Regions from separate parts of the Mus musculus genome. Here all the other regions are linked to region 1. The links are chromatin contacts, called in public HiChIP or PLAC-seq maps. All regions are on one chromosome and are shown on one strand. The core of a region is the stretch at or near the end of the contact, and the rest is flanking DNA. Distances in the headings are between cores, read along the strand shown.

Region 1 (4,060 bases), core at 814-3,313:
GATGGCTCAGTGGCTAAGAGCACTGGCTGCTCTTCCAGAGGACATGGGTTCAATTCCCAGCACGCACATGGCAACTCACAACTGTCTGTAATTCCAGTTCCAGGGCTTCTGACACCTTCACACAGACATACATACAGACACAACATCAATGCATATAAAATAAAAATAAATTATATTTAAAAAAAAAAAAGAAGTATCCTAATGCCTTGCAAAAGATGAAAATACGGCCAAGGTATATAACACAATTTCTTCAGGGTGTCTATCTAGAAAGCAAAACACAGCCCTCAAAGGAGTCAAATTTTTACTCCCTAACAAGGCTGCTGCCCGGAGCATCCTTCACAGAGACTCCCTATGAAGACTTGCCTGATTCACTGAGCAAGAAGGCAGAGCGGTTCTAGCCTCATGGTCCAGCCTGGCCTAGAGTGCAGCCACACCAGGCAGAGGGGAGGAAGATGGCGGCCTGACCGGCAGCGCACAGTTGTAGAGGGAGAATAGGGGACTGTGGACCTGGGGATTCTTCCTGGTGCCCTTGGGTCAGGAGCCCTGCAGAGCATCAACCTGGAATCCCGCAAGCTGTGCTACAGTGGAGAGGATGATTAACTGGCCTGGAGCCAAAACCTCCGCTCCCCACAGTCGGTGCCACGTGGCTTCTGCTGGGAGTCCAGCGCGCCGCAGCTGTGCCACGTGGCTTCTGCTGGGAGTCCAGCGCCGCAGCCGTCAGCTGTCATAGCAAGAACACTGACTGACTGGCAGCCCCTCCATGATTATGGTCGCCTTGCCCACAGTCCTCAGTAGCCTCTCTCTACTGCGATGCCACAGACTGGGCTGAAGAGCTGTCCCCGGTGGTGTCCCAAGTACCAGTCGAGTCCACCGTGCACCTGCAAGGCAAGTCCCTCAGTTTCCTCACCTAAGCACTTCTGGTCCTCCTGACCCAAACAGGTAGAGGGTTCTCGAAGCTTCAAATCTGTGGAAGAAACCACAGAACTGCACTGCAAAAATAAAAACGCTCCACAAGTTTGGGGATGCAGCTTCAGAAGACGGGGCCTGTCTAGCATATGTGAGACCCCACGTTTGATCCACAGCAACACACATGCATGTGCGCACACACACACAGAGAGAGAGAGAGAGAGAGAGAGAGAGAGAGAGAGAGAGAGAATTAAAACAAGCAAAACTAAAGAAAAACACATACCACAAAGAGAACACTAGAACCAGGGCTGGTGACATACATCAAGCTACTTGTCACACTTGTCAAAGCCTGAAGACTCCAGTTTGGTCACTGGAACTTATAGAAGAAGAAGAAGAAGAAGAAGAAGAAGAAGAAGAAGAAGAAGAAGAAGAAGAAGAAGAAGAAGAAGAAAAGACTCCCAAAAGTTGTCTCCTGACTGCCACACGTGTGCTGGAGTGTGTGCTCGCACACGCAATACTGATAAGAATTAAAAAAAAAAAAAAAACAAACTCTCTCAAGTCATTAACTTAGAAAGAACACAAGAAAGTTAGTCGAAAACAAGATGCCAGTGGATAAGATACTAGCCAAGAAACAATGGAAAGTTAAAAAAAAAATGGCTGGGCCTGTGGACATTGCTCAGCCGCAGGAGCGTGGTTTCCATTGAAGCTGAGAGCAATGGAATGGAGCAAGACACACCCCCACCCCCACCCCCACCCCACCCCCATAGTACCTATCAAAAGCCTTAAAACAGCTCCATTTTGTTCACATTTTTCCTCTCTTTGTCTGTCTTTCTTTTTTATTTTTGTCTGTTTGTTTATTGGGGGTTTTGGGTTGTTTGTTTGTTTGTTTGTTTGTTTGTTTGTTTTGAGACTGTTTCTCTGTGCTCACACTCAGAGATCTGCCTGCCTCTGCCTGCTGGGATTAAAGGTGGTTCACATTTCTTAATCTGTTTCCTAAGGCTATGCTGGTGGAACACTCCCCGCCCCAGCCAATGCCCCCCCCCCCACATACTCTCACACTTTCATTTCCCATTTCTGCATATTTCCTCTGCACTCCATACACGGAGTACAGCCCCAGATGCGTGCTCAACGACATCACCCTCCGGCTGTGACTAAATGTGTCACCATGAGAGCTGGAAACAACCGAGCCCTGCTCATCGTGGGACAGGCGAGCAGGGAGGGGATCTGACCAAAATCTAGAGTTCCAGATGACGCGGAGATACTTGCAACATAGTCGACTAGTGACAGAGAATAAAGCCCTGCCGCCCTCACAGGAAAAGAAACCCCTAGTCAACAGGCTGGAGACACACCGCAGTAGGCTGTCCCCGAGGGCCAGTCGCAACTCAGGGTGGGGGGTAGGGGTGAGGGTGGGGGTGGGGCTGCTGCCAAGCCTCTTGCTTCCGGTGCTTTCCAAACATTCTCAGTGAGCAGAAAGACTTTCGTCATCGCCTAAGCAATAAAAATAAAATAAAACAAAACAAATAAAACAAAACAGCGGTACTCTTTCTTCTTCACCCTTTGTCTTTTTCTCTCTGCAAAGTTCCTTCATGGGTCAGTTGAGGTTGGTTGGGTAAATGTCTGTGAGGGTGTCCGTAGCGGCGCGTTCGTGAATCAGCCTCAAGCCTGGCTTGCACTGCCTGCCTGTCTCTATTTACATTGCTCTCCCTTGCTATTCCCGATGCTTGTGGAAGACAGAAAAACCCAATGTCTCTGTTTAGTCACATCTAGCCACGACACTGATACTGGGAAAGCATCAGGCTGCCCCATACAGATGTGTTTTAACCTGAAATGGACACTGGGTGTCAAGGATTGCCTGTGGCCTGGCGCCTGGCGAGTGGCATTGTGCTACCCCAGAGCTGGAGAGACCCGTAAAATCTGGCAGGAGAGGATAAAGATACAGGTGTGGCCCCATAGCTACGGCCCCCATCCACCCACCCCACCCCCATCCTGCCCCCATTGAGCCTCGAGGGTTTGTACCAGATCAGCACTAACCCCCTGCAGTCCCTCTCTGGCAAGGAACTCCGGCCTTGGCCATCCTTGTCACACAGACGCTGGAGACAATCCAGCTTCCTGCTGTCATGATTGATTTCTACTTGACATCAGATAAGGAAAAGCAGGTGTAGAATGTCAAGTTCAAATGTGACGGCAGAGCCCTGCTGGATTTTCCCTTCAAAAACCAACTGCCAGTGGCAGTGGCAAAACTGATCCCGGGCTGGGAACTTGGGATGGTCTGTGTTTACAGTTATTCACATTTCCCGATCAAAACTGCAAAACAGGTGACCTCGAGGTTCCTGCAGGGACCCCTGAGTCCCAGAAGGATCTGTAGGAATAGGGAGCAGGTTTGGTTTGGTTTGGTTTGTTTGTTTGTTTGTTTGTTTTTTAACTTTTAAAGAGGAGGCAAAACATTTTTCTGTTAGCATACAGATGTGGTGTGAGGTCATGGGGTGTGTGTGTTCTCATCTGTACGAGTGGGCATATGTAGGCTGTAGGCGTGTCTGTGACGTCCCAAGGTTGATAGATCTGCCTCCATTGTCCTCCATCTTGTTCATAAAAGTAGGCTCTGTCAATTAAACCCTGGGCTTAACGATGGAGGGCTAGTGTCATCTAGCCAGCTTACCCAGAGACCTCAGTCTTCACCTCCCCAGGGTTGCCATGTCTACCCAGATCCATTTGTTAGCACTTTATCCACTGTGTCATCTCCCCAGCCTGGGGCAAAATTGTTTGGATGCTTTGAAGGAGTTTCTGCCCAACAGAGGCTGACCTCCCAATTCGGGCTTTTTTTTTTTTTTTTTTTTTTTTTTTTTGGTTTTTGGTTTTTGGTTTTTGTTTTTTGGTTTCTTTGAGACAGGGTTTCTCTGTATAGCCCTGGCTGTCCTGGAACTCACTCTGTAGACCAGGCTGTCCTGGAACTCAGAAATCCGCCTGCCTCTGCCTCCCAAGTGCTGGGATTAAAGGCATGAGCCACCACTGCCCAGCATTGACCTCCCAATTCTCCCCCCAACCTCCAAGTGCTGGGATTCAGGTGTCCCAAGCCTCCTCTAATCCTCCTGCTTTCCCCAGACCTAAAATCCCTGTCGGACTGAACAGGACCAGCCTCTTCCACACCCCACTGAGC
Region 2 (4,035 bases), core at 1,184-3,683, 89 kb after region 1:
ATGGTCCAAGAACATTCAAATAAGAACTCAAATCGGAAGTTAAAGGTTGGTTTTCAGACATCATAGCGAACAATGAATGCCACGTTTGCCTATGAACTCTCTGATATAAAACCACATCCACACCTTAGTGGCCACCAAACCGTTCAGCACAGCTTCCTTCACTGTAAGGTGTTTGAAGCTACCAGTTTTAGCACTTTGAATGATTTTTTTCACACTCTGAATAGCTATAGGGATTTCACCAGGGGTTGGGGGGAACCATCGCAACCTTGGCGTAGTGCCAAAATGTGACCAATCGAGGTAAGTCATGGCAAAGGCCACCATCAACGGTGCCTTCTCCTCAAAGTGGCAGATGAATTTGGCCATGGTCTAAGGTGGAAGGTATGTCTCCCCGGACCACCGGCTGAATCTTAATGATGGTTCTTAAATGCTTTAACTTCCCTTTTAGCCCACCACCCACCAGAGGTAGTGGGAAAGAAAGGATATGGGGGAAGTGGGCCTGTTTAGAAAGGTTCTTTGGAGCAAATCCCTTCTGTGTGGTCTGGAAATCGGCAGTTCAGTTCATAGGTTAGCAGGCAGCAACAGCTCAACCCACTCACACACACCTCACAGATACACCAGCAGTCCAGCTCAGTAGAATCAGGTTAGCAATAGCAGCGGCATGACCTAGCAGAGACAGCCAGGCCTCAGCCTCCGCTCAAGTCAGCAGGGGGGACCTGGAAGGACACCAGAAGTTCTCCTACACCTCCCTTGACTCAGCACAGGCCTTGCCTCAGCTGACATCACTCTGCCAGTCAGCCCAAGTGTATGGAAGCGGAGGCAAGAAACTGCAGCACACACCATAAGTTTTTGGGTGTGTTTTTCTCTATGGTGTCCTGACAAATGCAGCTCAACTATGCAATGTAAGGCGGACCAATAAGTTCATGTTGTCAGCAAAGAGTCCTTCATCACGTGTCCTTTCATGTGCTTGCCTTAGCTGAACATCCTGTCTCCTGTGTCTGCTTCAGCGAAACGTTCCTCCCCGAGTCTGCCTTAGCCTTTCACACCTGTGTCCACTTTAACGAAATGTTCCTTCACGTGTTTGCCCCAGCAAACCACCATCCAATCGACTTTCCAAAGAACCCTTAAGTTTCCACTTGAGTGTCTGCACACATACCTGACATGGTACCCCTGAGGAGGCCAAAAGGAGCCTGTTCTTCCTTCCACCATGTGAGTTTTGGGGGGTGGAACCCAGGTCATACAGGTTGGCAGCAAGTGTCTTTACCTGCTAAGCCATCTTGCCAGCTTTCCATCTTATTTTCTGAGAGAAAAGCTCTCCCTGCACCTAGAGCTCACAGATTGGCTAAGCTGGCCAGCCAATGAGCTCCAGGGACTCACCTGTCCGTGCTGTGCCCACCATCAGGCTGACTTTTTATGTGTGCGCTGGGGATTCGAACTCAGGTCCTAGTGCTTGCCCACTGAGCCACCTCCCCAGCCCCCAGAGGGCTATCAACAATGAATTTTCTTGTTTTTTTCTTGAGGACAAGTTCATGGGAAAGTAAAATCTGTTCTTGAGGCCAAGCTGCCACACCAGTCACAGCTGACATTCTTGAGCTGAGCCTCTACAGCCCCCTCCTGCTGGCCTGGTATCTGAAACAATGAGCGATTCTGAGCCACTATCTCCAGCGTCTTAGATTTGCCTACACATCTCTCTTACTTCTTCTCAGCTCTCAGAGACAAACTGGGGCGTTCTTTCCTTGTGTACCGGATGTGTCCCCGCCTGGTGTGAGCAACTAAGTACTCTCTCCTTCCTACTGCCAAGGTGGGGACCTGAGTCCCCCTGGAGCCACCCGGATTTGAAGCTCAGCTCCACCCAATGTGTAGCTGAGAAAAATCACCTAACCTTCCTGTCTCTATGGGGAATAACAGTTTTCCCAAGTAGATAAAGCTGTCACAGGACTTATTCAGCCATGTTCCCTGTTGTTACCCTCTCCCCTCTCACATGGAGGTGACAGCAAGGATGATAGAACTCAGGAATTTTTGCGTAGCAGTACAGGTACTCTATCTTTGGGCTACACCCCTTAGCATATAAACTGAAGTTCTCTCGAGTCTTGTTTTAAGACAGCTCACGGGGATATCTCAGGCTAGCTTTAAATTCACCTGAAAATGAAGACGTCATTGAATTTCTGATCCTCCTGTACACACCCCTGTCATATGAGGTGCTAGAGATTGAACCCAGGGCTTCTAGGCAAGCACGCTTCTAGCTGAGCCACGCCCCAGCTTCAATTCTGGCTCTGAGGCTGGCGTCAACTTCTAGACTCCCCGCTGCCTTGGCGTTTGAAGCCCATAGACCTTTGCTCATGCTGTCCCCTCTGACCCTGTTCCCATACTCCCCCTGCCGCTCCACGCTCCGTGTCTTTCTCAGGTTTCAGGTTTCAGGCCTCCAGGGATCTCTGGCAAACACACCTCCACCCTCAGTCCAAATAAACCACTTCCTCCGGGGATCCACAGCACAGAGTGCAGGGCAGCTCCTTGCCGCTTAAGTTGTTTGTGTAACTCGAGGTTCTTCCCACCCTAGCTCCAGCCCACAAGGGTCACTAGCTCTCAAAGCTCCATCCACAGGCCCCTTGGGGCTTCCCAACAAACTCCCCCTCCCTCCAGCCCTCTATGGGGAAGTGGGGTGGGCTCACTCCTACCCATCTTTGGGCTCCAGAGGTTTCAGGCACTGTCATTGGTCCAGGGTAGACCACATGACTGAGCTCACCCAATCATAAGCGGCTGGTGTAGAGACTGATTTTTCTCCTCCCCTCCCCTCCCCTCCTTTTTCTTCTTCTTCTTTTTTGTATTTTAGGTTTTTGTTCTTTACTTTTTTTTTTCAAGACAGAGTTTCTCTGCGTAGCCATGGCTGTCCTGGAATTGACTCTGAAACTCAGAGATCCTCCTGCCTCTGCCCACATGGCCAATCTGTTACTTTTTGGTTTGGTTTGGTATTGATGCAGACTCTCACTCTGTACTACAGGCCGTCCTGAAGTTTGCTCTAATGGCCGCAGACTCTCAAACATCCTCCTGTCTCACAGCCTTCCCAAATGCAGAGATTGCAGGTTTGAGCTAACAAACCCTGCTTAGTCTCTCTCTCTCTCTCTCTCTCTCTCTCTCTCTCTCTCTCTCTCTCTCTCTCTCTCTTTTGCAAGCTCCAGGACACTTTGTCTCCAAGATGTTGATGGCAGCCACCAATATCCACTACTCTTGGATCAAAGCTCAGAGCAGGAGACATAAGGTTCCTCGGGCTTCGATTGAGACACTGTGTCCATCAATCCCCACACGCGGCATCTCCTTGAGACTGTTCCCTGCTCTCCACTGTCACCCGCAGCAGTCAGAGTAGTTTTCTAGGCACCTTGACTCAAGGAAACCGGAATGGACGGCTCTGGTGCTAAAAGGAATCTCAGGACTAGCTAATATGAAGCAAAGAGATTTTAATGAGATATTTGAAGCCTGAGGGTTGGGAGAAAGAGAGACACTCAGAGGATGGGAGACACACCGGAGACCAAGAGTCTGGGACTTTCAAGGAAGAATAAGACAGAGCAAGCGAGGGCCCAGGCACCTCATGGGGGGGGTATCCCAGCCCCTGGTGTTTTTCAATGGTCATGTGTAGGATGTTGTAGGGTTTTGGTTGCTAAGAAACCTAGGTGAGGTCACTGGGTGGTTCCCAAGGCAGCATCTGACAGGATTAAGATTGATGAGGTAGAAACCAACCCATAGGGATACAGGAAGGTAGGCTATCTTTAACTGTAAACAGCTTCAAGTTCTGTTTGGAGAGTTTCAGGAAATATCTACGGGAAGGAAAGATGCCCACCCAAGGTCATATGGGTTCAAACTTTAAACCTGAGTCATTATTATTGGCACATAAAGGACTATTTTTACATTTGCAGGATGTGTTAACTGTATCAGAACCTCCAGAGCCAGAGTTAGAGGCAGTTGTAGGCTCTCTGAAGTGAGTGCTAGGAACCAAATTCAGGTCCTCTTTGAGAGCAGTAAACACTCTTAGCCACTGAGCCATCT
Region 3 (3,834 bases), core at 1,165-3,664, 100 kb before region 1:
CACACTGCAGCCCAGTTCCAGAACACACTGCAGCCCAGCTCCGGGAGCCCTTTTCCATGGGCCCAAGGGCCTAGACAGAGCACCATGCTTGTCCTTGGAGCCATCACAGGGGTTAGCAAGAGCCGGCCGGGGGAGATACAGGCACGAGAGCAAAGCAAGACCGCACTCCCTGATGATTGGTTTCACCTTCCTCTGACTTCTAAGGAAAATGGGTCCAGAGGAAGACAGGGGCTTTTAGAAAGCAGGTGACTGTAGGGGAAGGGGCTGAGGGCTGTCACAGGCCACCCCTTGAGGCTAGGGTCCAGAGCCTGGTTCAGAAGGACCACGCCTTTTCCCAGTGAGCTCTTGCAGCCCATCTTGCCAGCTGAACATTGACTGAGAATATCTCTGCTCCATCAGGGACTGAGCTTCTGAGAATCGAAGGGCATTTCCTCCTGGCTCCATGTGTCCCAGCCCAGTCTGCAAGACTCTGTCCCATCAATGTCATATTGGGAGAGAAACGGCTGTTTCCCACAAACTCACAGCCTAGATCAATAGAAGCCACCCCTCCCCTCGCTAGGTCAGACAGGCTGAAGAGCTGGGGCTGTTGATGTGTACCAACCCTGGCCTTCCAATCCTAACTCCTCTGTCATCTGCCTCCCTGGTTAGAGGAGGGAGTCCAGGAGACACACGCTCACCAGCTCTGAAAATGAAGAGGTGTGTGTGTGTGTGTGTGTGTGTGTGTGTGTTGCCCTGGGTGGATAGAGCTTGAGGCAGCAGAAAGCCTCTACTCAGAACTAGAGGAACCAGCTCAGAGAGGAGAAGACATGACCTACACAGGGCACATGAGAGTTGACGTGAGACGGGAACCCCTTTCTCTCTCCTGAGAACCAGAATCAACCAGGAGGTGGACACGGCAAGCCAGGACTCACCACCCTCGAGACCCTGTCTGAGAGGGATAGGCATGTACCCTGTTCAGCAGGGCAGTATTGTAAGTAGCACAAAGGATCCCCCAACACAGCAGGATTCATTGTGAAGTTTTTGCCTCAGTTTTCCAATCTGTAAAATGGCTCTAGAAGCAAAATTGTTTCAGGAGGAAGGAACATAGTCCCTCAATACTGGTCATGTGGAAAGCATCTGCTTCTGTGTGGCAGGCTCCCCAAGGTCGCTGTGTGGGGGAGGGGTGGTGTGGGCAGAGATGGCCGGTCCCAGAACCAGGGCCAGGAGACAGACTTCTTATTTTATGTCTGTAGTAGGTGGGAGTCGTGCTGGCTAGGGGTGACATTGGGCAGGCAGAAGACCTGAATGTGGCAGTTGATGGAGCCAAAGTGCTAATTCCACTGTGTCACATGCCCAGCTGGAAGAGCCAATCTCTGTCAGTGGCCAGGGCTCAGGAAGCCTTGAGTGGCAAGCCTGGGTTAGGTGCGTGGAGGTGTGGCCAGGTCCACCAGATCTGGGGATAGAGTGGACCTGTGGGTGGGGTGCCTATCCCAACAGGTGGCTTCAGAGATGCTTGAGAAGTGTCCCTCCATCTAGAAACTATGGGTGATAGTGACAGTTGTCCTGTCATGCTGGGTCTGTTCTAGCCCAAGTCACAAATGCAGACGTGGGTGACACTAGGGCCTTGGAGGATGAAGCCTCCAGGAAAACATACTGTGGATTGTCCCCATCAAAGGCACACCACAAGTTAATAACAAAACCGCATGTTCTGGTGTGCAACTGTCATGAGCTGTCAAATTAATGATAAGACCTCTAGCTGCCATTAATTAAGTGCCACAGGCCACGACGTGTGGTTCTGAGCACTTGACTTATACTAATCCATGGGCTCATGCCTCTACTTTACAGATTGGGAAACTGAGGCACAAATAGCTTAGGTAAGTTGCTGAAGCCCCCTTCGGCTAACACTTGAAAATTTCCCTCCAGAGAGCCTCAGTGAGTCACCGGCCACTAAGTACCCAAACAGACGTCAGCTAGTGTCCATACCAGACTGGTCACTAATGTCACCTTGCCACTTCCAGCCTGCCGGACATCCTGTGGGGTGTGCCATTTACATGAAGCTCCGCCGGCCGGCAAGACCCCAAAGTCTACATTCTCGTTTCCATTTCAGAGATAAGGAACCTGAGGCTCCCAGAGACGGAGCCAGGGATTCTTGGGTCACACCCATTCCAGAAAGAGACCACAGAAGCCAGGACTGGGTAGGGTCAGGGTGGCCTGTGGCAAAGGTCTCAATAAATGGGGCGCAACTGTGGTGTGTGGGGGAACATTCTGTGCCTGGCCAGAAAACCTGTCCCCAGGGAGGGCAGGGGCAGCCTGAGCTTCCCAGGGTTGTCCTGCCCGAGGCTCAATTCCAGGTGACTGTGGCCTCAGTTCCTTCAGGACCACAGCCTGGCCCTTGTTTTGCTCAGAAAGCCCACACATCATCTCACACCGGAAGCTTCACCCTGGCCGGCTCACGTCCTGTTCTCTGAAGAGGGAGGGGGGAAACCTGTAGAGTCTGTCTGTGTGAGTTGTTTTTCAACCAGCTGTCTTTGAAAAGCTTCCTAAGGCAGAGGGAATATTCTAGAGGGAAGAGGCCTGTGAGGTGAAGGTGGAGGGAAGATGGAGATATACTAAGCACAGCTCTGGGACAAGAGAAAGCCCTGGGGACTGGCCCCAAAGTCATTTGGATCCACATTCTAGAACCTGCGACATCAGCCTGCCATTCACTCACTTTCCCGAGCTAGGCTGGGAGACAAACTTAAATGGGGAGTCTGGGTCCCCAATGCCAGTTACAACCAGCTGTGATAAAGTGTCTTCTAGAGTCTGCAGACCTAACTGTGGTAGTTTGTACACAGTTTTGGTGAGAATATTTACACCACAGAAATTAGTAGACATTGCAACTCATCTCTTTCTTTCTCTCTCTCTCCCTCCTCCTCTCTCTCTCTCTCTCTCTCTCTCTCTCTCCTCTCTCTTTGTCTCCCCCTCCTCTCTCTCCCTCCTCTCTCTCTCTCTCCCCCCATCTCTGTCTTTCTCTGTCTCCCCCCTCCCCTCTGTCTCTGTCTCTCTGTCTCTGTCTCTCTCATTTCTCTTAATAGCTGTGTGATCTTAACCCTGTTACTTTACCTCTCTGTGCCTGTTTTCTTACCTCTATGTTATTAGACAAATACTTATCCAGCTGTTGGAAAAATAAACTCAGAGTATGTCTGAGGCACCTGTACAAACAGGCACTCCACGAATGTTCCCTCCTTCCCTAGAGAACCCCGAAGTCTGTCTCCCTATGCCTGGTGCTTGAGAAGGAGCCTTGTCCTTGTCCCCTGCTGGTGTTTCAGGTGGGGGAGGTCACAGGTGTGTTTCAGAGGCCTTTAGCCCTTTTTATTCATAGTCCCTAAGTCCTCAAGCCAGAGAAAGGTTGGGGACAAGGGATGGAAGAGAGTGGGGGAGCTGGGTGTATTTCCTGGAATCAGAGCAGCAGAGGGTGAGGCAGGTGTGAAAGCAAATCTCATCTGGGCATCAGCATGAGACTCGGGAGACGCTTCCGGGGTGGGTAGCACATGAGCTGGGTAGACTGGGGGAGCCGGGCTGTCCCCTAGAGCAAGGACACACAGCTAGTAAGAGATAGGGCTAGACACGGGCTCCAAGCAGTGGGATGCAGAGAGTATGAGCCCTGGTTTGCAGTGTCAAGTCAGCCAGTTTCCACTTTGTAAATGTCCCTCCTCCTCCTCCTCCTCCTCCTCCTCCTCCTCCTCCTCCTCCTCCTCCTCCTCCTCCATCTTCTTCGATGTCTTTATTCAGCATCTCCTCACTCTCCAGTATCTCCCACCATCTGTGTAGGTGGACCCAGAACAACAACAGGTCCCTCCCTGTCCCGGAGCTCAC

The links. HiChIP or PLAC-seq counts read pairs in DNA pulled down with a chosen protein or histone mark.
Region 2: an HNF4G HiChIP or PLAC-seq map of pancreatic cancer cells shows a contact between it and region 1. The contact joins two enhancer-like sites. A contact is called at or near these places in 14 of 39 promoter capture datasets (the C10 cell line, the HPC-7 cell line, cranial neural crest and 9 more), 3 of 484 Hi-C or Micro-C datasets (bone marrow-derived macrophages, embryonic stem cells and neurons), 12 of 115 datasets of contacts at active chromatin or transcription factors (bone marrow-derived macrophages, craniofacial prominence, embryonic basal ganglia and 5 more) and 1 of 9 other capture datasets (embryonic stem cells).
Region 3: a CTCF HiChIP or PLAC-seq map of CD8 T cells shows a contact between it and region 1, with 6 read pairs. The contact joins two enhancer-like sites. A contact is called at or near these places in 3 of 15 datasets of contacts at CTCF or cohesin (CD8 T cells, the NIH/3T3 cell line and large pre-B cells), 3 of 484 Hi-C or Micro-C datasets (bone marrow-derived macrophages, embryonic stem cells and natural killer cells), 4 of 115 datasets of contacts at active chromatin or transcription factors (CD8 T cells, bone marrow-derived macrophages, embryonic stem cells and 1 more) and 3 of 9 other capture datasets (adipose tissue, liver and pancreatic islet).

The regions. Positions count from the first base shown.
Region 1 is chr4:135,201,333-135,205,392 of GRCm38.p6, forward strand. No RefSeq gene overlaps it. Among named protein-coding and RNA genes, the nearest start is that of Runx3, 51 kb to the left of the region's middle. Within about 2 kb of position 2,064, at least 161 of the 459 cell types and tissues checked have an H3K27ac peak or open chromatin away from gene starts, as enhancers often do. A contact at or near this core is called in CD8 T cells, the HPC-7 cell line, pancreatic cancer cells and 1 more, where this site is marked.
Region 2 is chr4:135,290,313-135,294,347 of GRCm38.p6, forward strand. It overlaps the pseudogene Gm12983. Among named protein-coding and RNA genes, the nearest start is that of Gm30701, 6.0 kb to the right of the region's middle. Within about 2 kb of position 2,434, at least 152 of the 459 cell types and tissues checked have an H3K27ac peak or open chromatin away from gene starts, as enhancers often do. A contact at or near this core is called in the HPC-7 cell line and pancreatic cancer cells, where this site is marked.
Region 3 is chr4:135,100,532-135,104,365 of GRCm38.p6, forward strand. No RefSeq gene overlaps it. Among named protein-coding and RNA genes, the nearest start is that of Gm16225, 18 kb to the right of the region's middle. Within about 2 kb of position 2,415, at least 25 of the 459 cell types and tissues checked have an H3K27ac peak or open chromatin away from gene starts, as enhancers often do. A contact at or near this core is called in CD8 T cells and regulatory T cells, where this site is marked.